Regions from separate parts of the Rattus norvegicus genome. Here region 2 is linked to region 1. A link is a contact called in public Hi-C data. All regions are on one chromosome and are shown on one strand. The core of a region is the stretch at or near the end of the contact, and the rest is flanking DNA. Distances in the headings are between cores, read along the strand shown.

Evidence for each region. Hi-C and Micro-C count contacts between places; a contact is called where the count stands out from the background.
Region 2: a contact with region 1 is called in a Hi-C map of mammary epithelial cells, with 1.7 times the contacts expected there. The contact joins the promoter of Ptgfrn here to the enhancer-like site in region 1. A contact is called at or near these places in 2 of 12 Hi-C or Micro-C datasets (the A7r5 cell line and mammary epithelial cells).

Annotation. Positions count from the first base shown.
Region 1 is chr2:191,094,850-191,100,403 of GRCr8, forward strand. No RefSeq gene overlaps it. Among named protein-coding and RNA genes, the nearest start is that of Ttf2, 11 kb to the left of the region's middle. Within about 2 kb of position 1,397, at least 4 of the 93 cell types and tissues checked have an H3K27ac peak or open chromatin away from gene starts, as enhancers often do.
Region 2 is chr2:191,229,000-191,234,813 of GRCr8, forward strand. Ptgfrn (prostaglandin F2 receptor inhibitor) reads right to left here and starts at 4,433. Exons shown (of 9, transcript NM_019243.2): 1 at 4,347-4,433. The coding sequence starts at 4,395.

The DNA.
Region 1 (5,554 bases), core at 147-2,646:
TGGAGGGAGGTTGGTAGTGGATGGACATGGTCAATATTCATTATATAAGTGTATAAAATGTTCAAAGAATAAAAAATATTTCCAAAACAAAAAAATATTCCTCAAGAAATAACAACACGATTGACTCTTGTTTCTCTGAGCAAAATTCCTCAGTGTCTCTCTAGTAATTGGAGAAAGATATACATCCTTCCTTGGTTCACAGGATCTGGTCCAGTCCTTCTCCTTCCTCCCTGCCACCTTCCTGTCTCTTGCATGCCACATGCTTAACCCATCTTCCCTCAGTTCCTCCAAATCCCATGCCTTCCTTCTCTCTAAAGTCCTGATCACTCTTTACCGTCAGGTCAGTCCCCAGCCTCTCGCCTGTGAGGCGTCAGCCTAAGCCTACGTTGGCCACACTCATCCTGTGTGCATCTCCACAGAGCCCCTTCCTTGCTGATCTCTCGGGGAGAGTCCCATTCCTTTCCCACATAGCACTAAGCACACAGTCATCTGTTTGCCTGTTCCTCATCTGTCTCTTCCATGGACCGTGCATAAGGGCCAAGACCCAGACTTGTGCTCAGTACTCTTTCTAAGTACAGAGCATAGACATTCAATATACACCTGTCCCACGGGTGGATGAAACCAGAATAGAAGGAACCTTAACATCACTTGGTGTGACCTCCGGTCCCTTCCATAGCATCCCTAATAGATACGGCACAAAGACTCCCGGTCACCACCGGTTCTCTAGTGGATTCTCATGCCTACTGAGGAGAAGCTGTTCAGTCTGCAGTGACCGCCTTCTTGGCATATGAAGTTCCCTGGGGCACATCAAGTCTTTTTCTAGCATCACTTTAAAATTTCTAATAAGCCGTTTTGTCCTCTTCACATATCGCGCACATGTTCTGTCCTCCAGAGAAACTGTTCCAGCTGCTGCAGTGCTCTCCCCGGTGGCCCCCTCAGAAATGCTTTTCAAGGGGTAGTTGTTTCATTTCAGGCATCTTCAGTGAGAGCACAGTGGGATAGTTATCTCCTTTGGGGAGGGAGGGGTTCTGACCAGTTTATTATATGGCTCCTCCTCCTCTCTCTCTTTATAGCAAATATGTCATGCCAGTAATTTTTATTGAGCATGCAATCAACCCACACCAGGGCTTTCATTTTTCACACATGGACTCCAAAAACCCAGTGCATGTAATTTGCTTGAACGTAGTCGTGGATTCTGAATATCATCAGATATTAGTTTGATCCTTCCTTCCAGCCGGTCCACATCTCTTTGAATCTTACTTCTCAGGGCTGACTTATTAGCGCTGTCTCCCAGCTGAACACTTGACAAGCCTACCCTCCTCCCCTTCGGCGGTGCTGCCTATAAAACTGCTGAGCCAGGCTGAGCGCTCCTCCAGGTAAACAGGACGCCACAGTCATTCAGTCAGGAATGGAGTTACAGCGCTCACTCTATGGCTGCCATTCGTGGCTGCTGCCCTATGGTTGTCCTTTTATTGATCAGAATTCAAAGCATAACAGCAAAAGGCATGAGGCTAATCTGTCCTGGCTTCGTCTTGGTGACTGGCTCAGGAAACAGCCCAAGGCCACAGAGGAATATGGTTCTTCAGGACAGAGTTCTTGCCGTATACTAAGGCTGGTGATTCATTCAGCCACATCACCTCCTGTCTCGTCAACTTGGTCACAACATCTATCACTTCCTGCTCCTGGCTCTGTCTGGCTCCTCCTTCCTCTCTTTTTTGGTCTTCTCTTGAGGTTTATAGGCATTTGGATGTGGGTTAGGAAGATTTGCTTCATGAGCTCACAGGGAGAAGAGTTCACTATTTTGATGAGATCCGAGGCCACCTCCTTATGGACCACAGTGCAGAAGCCTGACTGAACCACATGGTCCAGCTCGCCACACTCATCACTTCCTCTTTAATACTTCCTTACCCTGTTCCCTGGACTGACCTTACCCCATAACTGGAAGCCCAACAGTCTTGTTTCCACACACAGCAGACTCTGTGTGTGCAGGGCCGCAGTAAGGCCACTAAGCTCTGTGACACTTGCTGCCTCTACATCTCAGGATATCTAAAGCATTTCCTAAAAGCTTGCCATCTTCTTACCCCTGGGCCCATCCAGAGCTACCCATGGGAGGGAGTCAGGGAGCCCAGAGCGTGCGTGCGTGCGTGCGTGTGTGCGTGTGTGCATCTTCTTTCTGTGGGCTACCCCGTTATTTCTGCTTTCTCACCCTTATGAGTTTGCTTGTTTCTTCTCTTCTATTCCTCTTTGACTCCTGAGTATTCCTCTCCCCATCCCTCATTCAGGACACTTCTTCAGGGCAGGGCAGGACAGATGAAAGCAGCATTGCTGGGTGGCTGTGGCAAGGGCGGTCACATCCTGGCTCTCTGTCCCTACCCAGAGCTGTGCATACATCCTTAAGCAATCCCTCTGCATTCTTAGACTTTTTCATGCAAACACCATCCCTGCCACCTCAGTAATTGTTTATTTCTCATGGAAGAGCTGGAGCCTGGCTAAGTGGTAGGTGGAGAAACTGAGCTCACTTCATTCGCCTGATGTCGCTTTAAGGTTGTGCACACTCTGTGTGTGTGTGTGTGTGTGTGTGTGTGTGTGTGTGTGTGTATGCACACTTTATACAATAAAACATACCAAGCCTATAGCACTTAAATAACTTATCTCCACTGAGATGTTCTGAGACTTGAAGAACATTCACGTAGGGTAAATACAGGACACACAGTTCACTGATTATCTCGACAATTCTGCTATGGCATTATGTTCCCCACAGTTCACACATGGAAGCCAATATATTAATATTTAGGGATGGTGCTTTAGGGAGGTAATTAGATTTAGATGAGGTTCTAAAGGTGAGGCTCTGTGACGATTATTAATGCCCTTGAGATGATTATTAATGTCCTTACCAGAAGACAATAGGGATGGAGAGATGGCTCAGTGGGTAAGGCTTTGCCATGCAAGTGTAAAGACCCCAGTTTAAGTCCCCGGAACCGAAGTAAAAGCCAGAAGCAGTAGCGCACATCTGTAGTACTAGTACTCCTCCAGTGAGATAGGACACGGAGACGGGAGACTCCCTGGAAGCTTGGGGACCAGCTCATCTATGCAGCTGCACATGCGACACCTTGCATCCAACATGATGGGAGGAAGAATCCAACTGCCAGGGCTGTTCTCTGGCATCTGCACGTGAGCCAGGACATGCATGTGCCTCCATGAGAGAGAGACAGAGTCAGAGTCAAAGAGAACATGAGCAGAAAGGGTTGCACTCTCTGTCCAGAGAGCACTCTGAGGAGGAAGATGGCTTATTTACAGGCCAGGAAGAACCCTCAGCTGACACTGCATCCGCACTGTAATGCCCTGTGATCCGGGATACAGCCTTGAGAACTTCGAGAAAACAGATTTCAGTGGTGTCAGTCACCTGCCTCTGGTGTTTTACTCTAGGCCCAAGCCCACCAATACAAATTCCCAAGCTAATTATTTACTCTCCACCACAGCATATGTTTCCACACTCAGTGTTTTCTAAATGTGCCGTTTGCACTAAAATCTACATGTAAATTGAATTAGCTAATTAATACAGGTGTAATGTATCTCAGGATAGAAGTCTCCGGCGGCTCCCTTTCTATTATTTTTCATGTCTTCATAAATCCTTGCTTTGAACCCCTGGACTAAATCACACTGGCTTCTCATTTTAACTGAAAAGTGTCCAGACCACATTATCCAAATATTCCTCCATTCCCTGGTAACCAGACTCTTTCCTGAAACCTGCCCTCCATTTACCTCCACGGCTGAGAACAGGGCAGCAATCCTGTTTCGTGACTGAGTCTGTGCTTGTATCCCAGACCATGCTCTCTCCAGGATGTGTTAGGAGTTAGAACACAGGGAGCTGGCGTTTTCTTTTCAGGTGCAGAAAGCATCAAAATGGGGGCTCGTCAGGGATGACCACTCCCTAAAAGTATGAACACCGACTCCCTCAAATCCATTTCATTTAAGCCTCACCCTGAGCCCTGTCAGGTCAGAGACATTACCTTCATTTTTGTGGATCTAAAAAGGACAAAAAGTCAAAGCGGTTGGTGAGAAGAACTACTTGGTAGCTTCAATCTGTCTTATTGAAACGTGCTCTTTGGCGAGGGCTCCTGTGTTTACTAGGCCTTTGGTGGGGAAGGACAAACTGCTGAACAGGGCAGGTGACACGTGGGGAGCATGGCGGGGTCTAGTGCTTCCTTATTTCATGCCTTGCTGAGTGCCTTTCCTCACTCAAGCACCACAGGTATATTTGAATGCATCTATGCGCTACGAGCTGATGCTGGGCAGAGTGGACAGCCCTTCCTCACACTGGAAGCCGCCCCACCACTTCACTTCAGATGCCACAGCTCCTCCCCAGCTGTTCCCTCAGTAGACCTGTTCTCTAGGCACAGAATTGCTGTTTGTCTGCTTTAGGGCTTGGAGGGCATCTGAACAATGCTTAGCGAAATGCAGGTCATTCTGATATCAGCAGCCTTTTATCGAGCAGGTCTTATCTTGAGCAATGGCCACTAGAAAGCCTTCAATTTTCTGTGGCCAGCAGGGTGGTATAAATAGTTACTGCCAGACAGGCCAGGAAACAATGCAAAGACTCCTGAAAGACAGACTTGAGAATGTGTAGCGTCTGCGTTTAGTGACAGGAGACCACTACAAAACACATCTTCCTGCGTCTGTATAAACTGCCTCATACGGTCACACAGAGTGGCCATACGCACAACATGTATTGGGCTGAAAGAAACTCTGTGGAAGTCAGTGCTGAGTGCAAAGGGCTCTCTGATTCCCTAGCCCATTTCATCTCTCTCTTAAGAGCGAGAGGACCTCTCACTTAGGTCCTACGACCTATCATTGCTGTTGCCCCAGTGGGGCTCTTGCTACTCTCATGTTACTTATGTGTCTCTGTTCATGAGAGGGTAGAGTCTTTGCACACTGCGGAAGGAGGGGCACTGCTGTGGGTGTCATCATCTTTAGTGACCATAAGACAGAGCTGTGACTCCCTGTTTTATAGTTGTGATAGATAACTGTATGCATCAACTTAATTGGGCTAAAGAATGCCCAAGATAGGGGTTGGGGATTTAGCTCAGTGGTAGAGCGCTTGCCTAGCAAGCGCAAGGCCCTGGGTTCGGTCCCCAGCTCCGAAAAAAAAAAAAGAAGAAGAAGAAGAAGAAGGAGAAGAAGAAGAAGAAGAAGAAGAAGAAGAAGAAGAAGAAGAAGAAGAAGAAGAAGAAGAAGAAGAAGAAGAAGAAGAAGAAGAAGAAGAAAGAATGCCCAAGATAACTAGTAAAATACTGTTCCTGGGTATGTCTGGGAGGATACTGCAGGAAGAAATGCCAGCCATGCTAAGATCATCAGTCCTGTGGGCTGGAGAGTTTGCTCAATGATTAGAGCACCTGTTGCTCTTGCAAAGGACCCAGGTTCAATTCCCAGTACTCATCAGGTGACCCATAACCATCTATATAACTCCAGTTCCAGATGTTCTATATAACTCCAGTTCCAGGTGTTCTATATAACTCCAGTTCCAGGTGTTCTATATAACTCCAGTTCCAGGTGT
Region 2 (5,814 bases), core at 3,183-5,682, 140 kb after region 1:
AGTGCCAAGGAATCTCTGAAGACCACAGCACTTCAAAGGCTGTTTAAGCTAGAGGGATTCACGCTTGCTTCTCCTGCGAGCCTTCCTCCTTATGCGGTGCCCTGTGGAGCAGCAAGCTTCATTTGAGCCCTATTCCTCTGAGCAGGCAATGAGGACCTGCAAGGTTGTCACATCTGAGAGGTGCATGCTGACACCATTACTCCCTTCTGCACTGCACCTGGGCCCCACACACCCTGGATCCTATTTTTAATTACGGCTTTGCATTCTAACCACGATCATCTTTTCTTCATCTAAATCTCAAACAATGGGCAGCGTGCGGGCGGGCACAGTGAACAACGGTCAGCGGCTCCTTAGCGCTGACATGATGGAGTCCTGTTCTGACTGAACAAGTTGTTGCACAATTCCGGGTACCTGATTCCTCATCTATAAGAAGAAAACAACTGAGCCTTTCCCAAGATTTGAATGATTGACAGATCCTGACACTCAAGTGGTAGCTACTGATGCTCCGTGCCTGCCAGGAGCAGAGGCCTTACAGAAGCCACCAGAGAAGAGCAAGGTTCAGGGTCATTCTCTAGTTACCACCAAGTAAGCAAATAAAGGATAAAGTTTATCTTGTGTCATGCATCCTCCAGGAGACTGCTTGGTGCCTCCAAACCCCAAGTCCATCCTTCTGTTTTTCACGGTAGCCGGCAGATGGCTGCCGGTTTCTGCTGTGTTCTCTAGCTTCCCTTGCAGCTAGTATGATATGGAACTAAACTGTCTCCAGCGGAATACACACGGAAATGACGTCACTTCTGAGCTTTGCCCATGGAGTATCCATTATACCATCCAAGCTGCCTCCCTCCTTCATGGGGCTAGAAGAGTAAGGATGATGGTTACGTGATCCTGAAAACCAGGGGAAGGGATCACCAACCCGGGGACCAGTGGGCTGTGTGAAACAAGGGCCTACCCAAACTGTCCGTCAGAAGCACGCCACTGTGGTGGTGGTGGTGAGGGGGGGTGGGGGGGGTGGGTATTGTCATCCTATTTTACCAGGAGTGTGCAATTAAGGCAGTATAGCCTACCTAATTAGCATAATACCCTTTTACAGAAGCTGAATTTGAAAATATAAGTGTGATACTGTTGTCATTTAAAAGCTATCTTAGTAGATTTGCATTTTTTAAAAAGATGTAGAGAATGTATTAATGACTCTCTTGTCTACTTACTTCCCACAAATAATAAAATTTAAAAGAGGACATATCCATTTACATGTTCCCAGTTAGTCAAACGCATCCTGTGTGTCATACAGCCTAATATTAAGAGAATAGAGGGCTAGCAAGACCAATAGGGCCCTGCCTCTGGAGGGTAACCAGGTGAGGATGTAAGACCTGGGGACAGACAATGACACTGGTGTCATGAACAGGGGCCATGACATAAAACAAAGGTTGCCTGGCCACCCACAAGGTGCCAACAATTCACAACTCAGCCTGTTCCACACCTCCCTCACACCCCCTACCTCTTCAGTCATCTTCATCCCTCCTCCCCCAACCCTCCTCCCATCTCCTGGAACAACTTGGTGCCATTTCTACAGGAGGGATGCACTTTACTCACCCACAATATGCTTTCCCCAGAGCCCCGGGACGCCCTTCTATCCTTTCTTCCAAAATTCTAATTATTCTCAAGGCTCAGCTCACATGTCACCTCTTTGGCAAAAGCAACTCCAACCTCCAAATCAAAATGAACCCCCTCCTTCCTGCTTCTCCCCAGTGCTGAGCTGGGGTCAGGGCTTGCACTGTTTTTACCACTATTTTACACAGCCCAGTCAACCACTTTGTGTGGTGCTATACTTCTGTCATTTGCTGGGTGGGACTGAGTGGGTCTGGCCCACTGGTCAGTAGGCTTAATGAGAAAGCTTCAAGGGGAGCTTCAGGGGCAAAGGGACTTACGCGGGGAAGAGACGGGGTGAAAGAGGGCTAGAAAACGCAACAGATTTCATGAGGAGTAGCAAAAAGGTGCTTAGAAAGAAATCTCTAAAGCAGAAAGTAGAAAGCAAACACAAGAGGCGTCTCCGAGAGAAAGATAACAAGAGTTCAATGCACACAGGTGGGGGCACCGAATCATCCACTGGAAAAATAGCGACCTTAGAGGAGAGCTGGAGGAAACCAGTCAAGTGAGGGGTCAAGCTGTCTTCGTGGGGAGCCTCCAAGGCCTTGGCTACAATGGGAAAACACAGGGTGGGTGAGTGGAGTGTGGGGCTTTCAGAAGGATGGACACAGCTTGAACTTGTGCTTGGGAAAAGGTACAAAAAGGGATGGGGTTCAGGTGGAGCCCACAGAGGGTCACCATACAAGCGGCAGTGACATCACGACTCCATTCTGGCAGCAAGACCTGAGAGATGACCATCTTGCTTATCAACACGCTCCCTTTCCACACTCAGAGTGTGTGGGAAAATGTATCAACACTGGAAGGATGCCTCAGAGGTCAGGCTGGAGCTGCACCTGGTACGGTATCAAGGGACAGAGTTTATAGATGGCACATCAACCATTCAGAGAATTGGTGGGTGAATCTGCACTGGGCAATCACACCCAAAATTCTTTTAAGTCTCATCAAGGTTGGATGCATGGGTATACCACCATGATTTTCCCTAGGCTGTGCTCCCCCACAACCCCCCTGACCCTGGGCTGTTGGATGTGGCTTGTTTATTTGTCTGATATGATGGATGGAATCCAGAACCCGGCAAAGCTACACAAATACAGAGCTGCAACCCCAGTCCCTCAAGGGCATCCTTTTTAAACTTCTACCTCACGCTACCCTCTTAACTGGTTCATACATAGACTGACCACTCTAGGGAGAGTCAGTCACATAAACCACAAAGTGAGTAGCAGATGGGAGTGGTGCCCTATGCAATCTGTGCCACCACAGGCCACGGCCCTGCTTGACCCAGACATATAAGTCAATTAAATGGTGGGGACTATCCCCAGCAATGTGCAACAAATACACAACTTACAAGGACAGGTGCCTGGCAGGGGAAATTTAAAGGGGACTAAGATCAGAAACCACAGAGAACCACTGGATGTTTTCTGCACATGGGCTGTAGCTGGAGGATTTTGTCTAGGTGAGTTCTTGGAGGGAATCATTGCCAGAAAACCCCTCAGAGGTGAAGTATCTTAGTAGCAGACAGAAAGGCTAGTTTGCAGGCAGCCAGGACTCATGGGGGCTGGGACAGTAATGTCCTAATGCCAGCAGAAGGGGAGTGGTGGAGGGAGGTCTCCACTGGGACCCCCACAGCATCAGAAGTGCAGTAATTTAGCCTCTGTGCAGCTGAGGCCTGGCTGGGATAGACAACACATACTATGTGCTCTGAGAAAGCTTGAGATTTATCTTCTGCAGGGGCTTGGAAGGGAACCAGGGCTGGGTCTGGAATCCTGCTTGTCCTAGATGACACTGGTCACAGGGATCCAAGCATATAACCACACTAGGGGATCTGCCTTCCTGAACCAAAGCAGGCATTAAATAAATACATCAAGTGACTGGTTAAGATCACCCTGTGTATCTACGTGAAGATGGTGTCTGTGTAAGGAGTGAATGGAAAATGGAGAGAGGAGGGGGAAGCTCAGGAAAGATTCCTTGGGTGGGTGAGGGGATACCGGGCCAAACCACTGAGAGGCACCAAGGATTTCCAGAGGGTAAAAGAGAAAGAGCCAGTAACAAGGGAAGTAACAGGTAGAAAAGTTGGAAAAGCTGGGCTCTCGGGTCTTTGTGTATTAATCAGAGGCTAGCCAGCTTCAGGAGACGCTGGAAGGCAACACTGAGGCTGATTTGGCTAGATGGCAGGGATGGTACAAGACTGTCACAGTAACGCTGGGCAACCCAGTGACCTTCGTGGAAGATAGTTGGATTCTCTTGCTTCCCTGGAAAAGCAACTCAGCATGGGCTAGCGAGTGAAGAACGATCCCGACCGGCCTCAGCTATGGCGGGACACAGCAAAGGCTCACATTTCCGCCCAGCCGGGCACGCGGGTTGGGGCCGCCCGCACCTTCCGGGGCCGGGAGTTCAAGGTGAGCCCGGCTCCCGGTGGCCAACAGGTAGAGAGCGCTGTGGTGGAACCGGCCACGAGCCACTCCCCCGGCACACGTGAGAACCCGGCTCGGTCAGGCCGGGCGGCTCCGGATACCCAGAGCGCGGGCCCAGGAGGATGTGCACCGGGCTCCGATCGGCCCCACACCGCTCCCTTCCCGGCCGGCGGCCCGGCGCTCGGGATCCCGGTCTCCCGGGAGCCGCCCCGGGCACCTCGGGTGCCCCAGGCTCCAAGCGGCAGCCGCGCCCCCCCGGGACCCAGCGCCCCGCCGCGCCCCACGCGCACTCACCCAGCGATAGGAGCGCCAGCAGCAGCGGCCTCGGCGCCGGGCGCCCCATGCTCGGCCGGCGGGAGCGACTCTCCGCCTCCTCCTCCTTCCCCGCCGCCGCTCCTCCTCCTCCTCCTCCAGCTCCGGCTGCTCCAGAGTCGGCTGCTCCGCCGGGCCGCGCGCCTGCTCCGCTCTCCCCGCCGGCCGAGCGAGCCCAGCGCCGGCGCGGACGTGCGCACCTGGCTCCTCGCGGCCCTCCGCCTCCTCCTCTCCCGCCCTCCGCCAGCCGCCGGGCCCCGGAGCCGGCCTCGTCGATCCCAGGGCGCAGCAGCCCGGACCGCCTTCCGAAAGCAAAAGGGAAGAGCCTTAGCGTCCGCCCGCCCGCGCCTCCCACCCGGCGCTGTGCCAGCAACAAACACAAACTTTCCCAAGCCCCTCCCCGCTCCAGGTAACGGAGGAGGCGCCGGGGCCACCGGCTTAAAGGGGAGGAGACGCCCGAGCCCACCCAGCCTTCCCCTCGGGCCCCCACCCTTCGAGAAACTTTCCTCCGACCTTTAAAAGTTGGCCTGGAAGACTTGTCTGGAAACCTCATCGTTTGGGCCCTATCCCGGGACGCCCGACATTCCTTCGCGGTGGAATCCCCACGAGTGTCTCACAGCCAGCAACCCACATGTACACCCTCTGGTCTCCAGCTAAGCATGCCACCAGCCACCTGCTTAGCCCTTGCTAAAAATAATTCCACAGATAGGATTGAAAGAGCTTCAAAGGCAGTGAATTCCCACCCCCTCATGGTCCAGAGGCCTGATGTGTGCTTGGGAGAGTTGGCCAGGGACTCTCAGCCAACCATCAGAACCAACAAGGCTCTAACCCACCACCCTGTAGTTGGGTGGGCCTGCCTCCCTCCTGGCCCACCTCCCTCCTCTCCAGGGTCCCTGTGGTACTAATTAGAACAACTTCCAACGAAGGTACCCATAAAAAAGAAAAGAAAACCCACACCATCTATTAATAGCTGTAGTGCTTCAAATGGTATGTCTGCCGCCTGAGACTATATTCATTGCTTAAAGTGGACACGACTGGGTTTCCATTAAAGACTCTTTTTTCTCCCACAATAGAGTTTTGTGCTTTGGATTTGAATACAAAAGACCTCACAGCTCTGGGGGGGAAATCAGTGTTCCTTGTTTAAAGCTTGACAAGGATGATTCAGACACTCAAAAAAGGCTCTCTGGTATCCAGTGACCCCTTCCCTTCCCCCGGCCTTCATTAATATATGTGAAACAAATTACAGATGTTCCTGGGAAAACTGCCCTCTTCGGTGCAGAACATCAAGCTTGCTCTGACTTCTGCACGCGTTTCTCATTTCTGCTAACTGACATGTGACTGACTGGCCAGGTGTGAAACCTTCCGAAAAGAGACTCTTAAAAATTTATTTCCAGTCAGGCATGACGACCTCCACTGCACTCTGTACAGAAAGGCAGGATCCGTTCAAGGT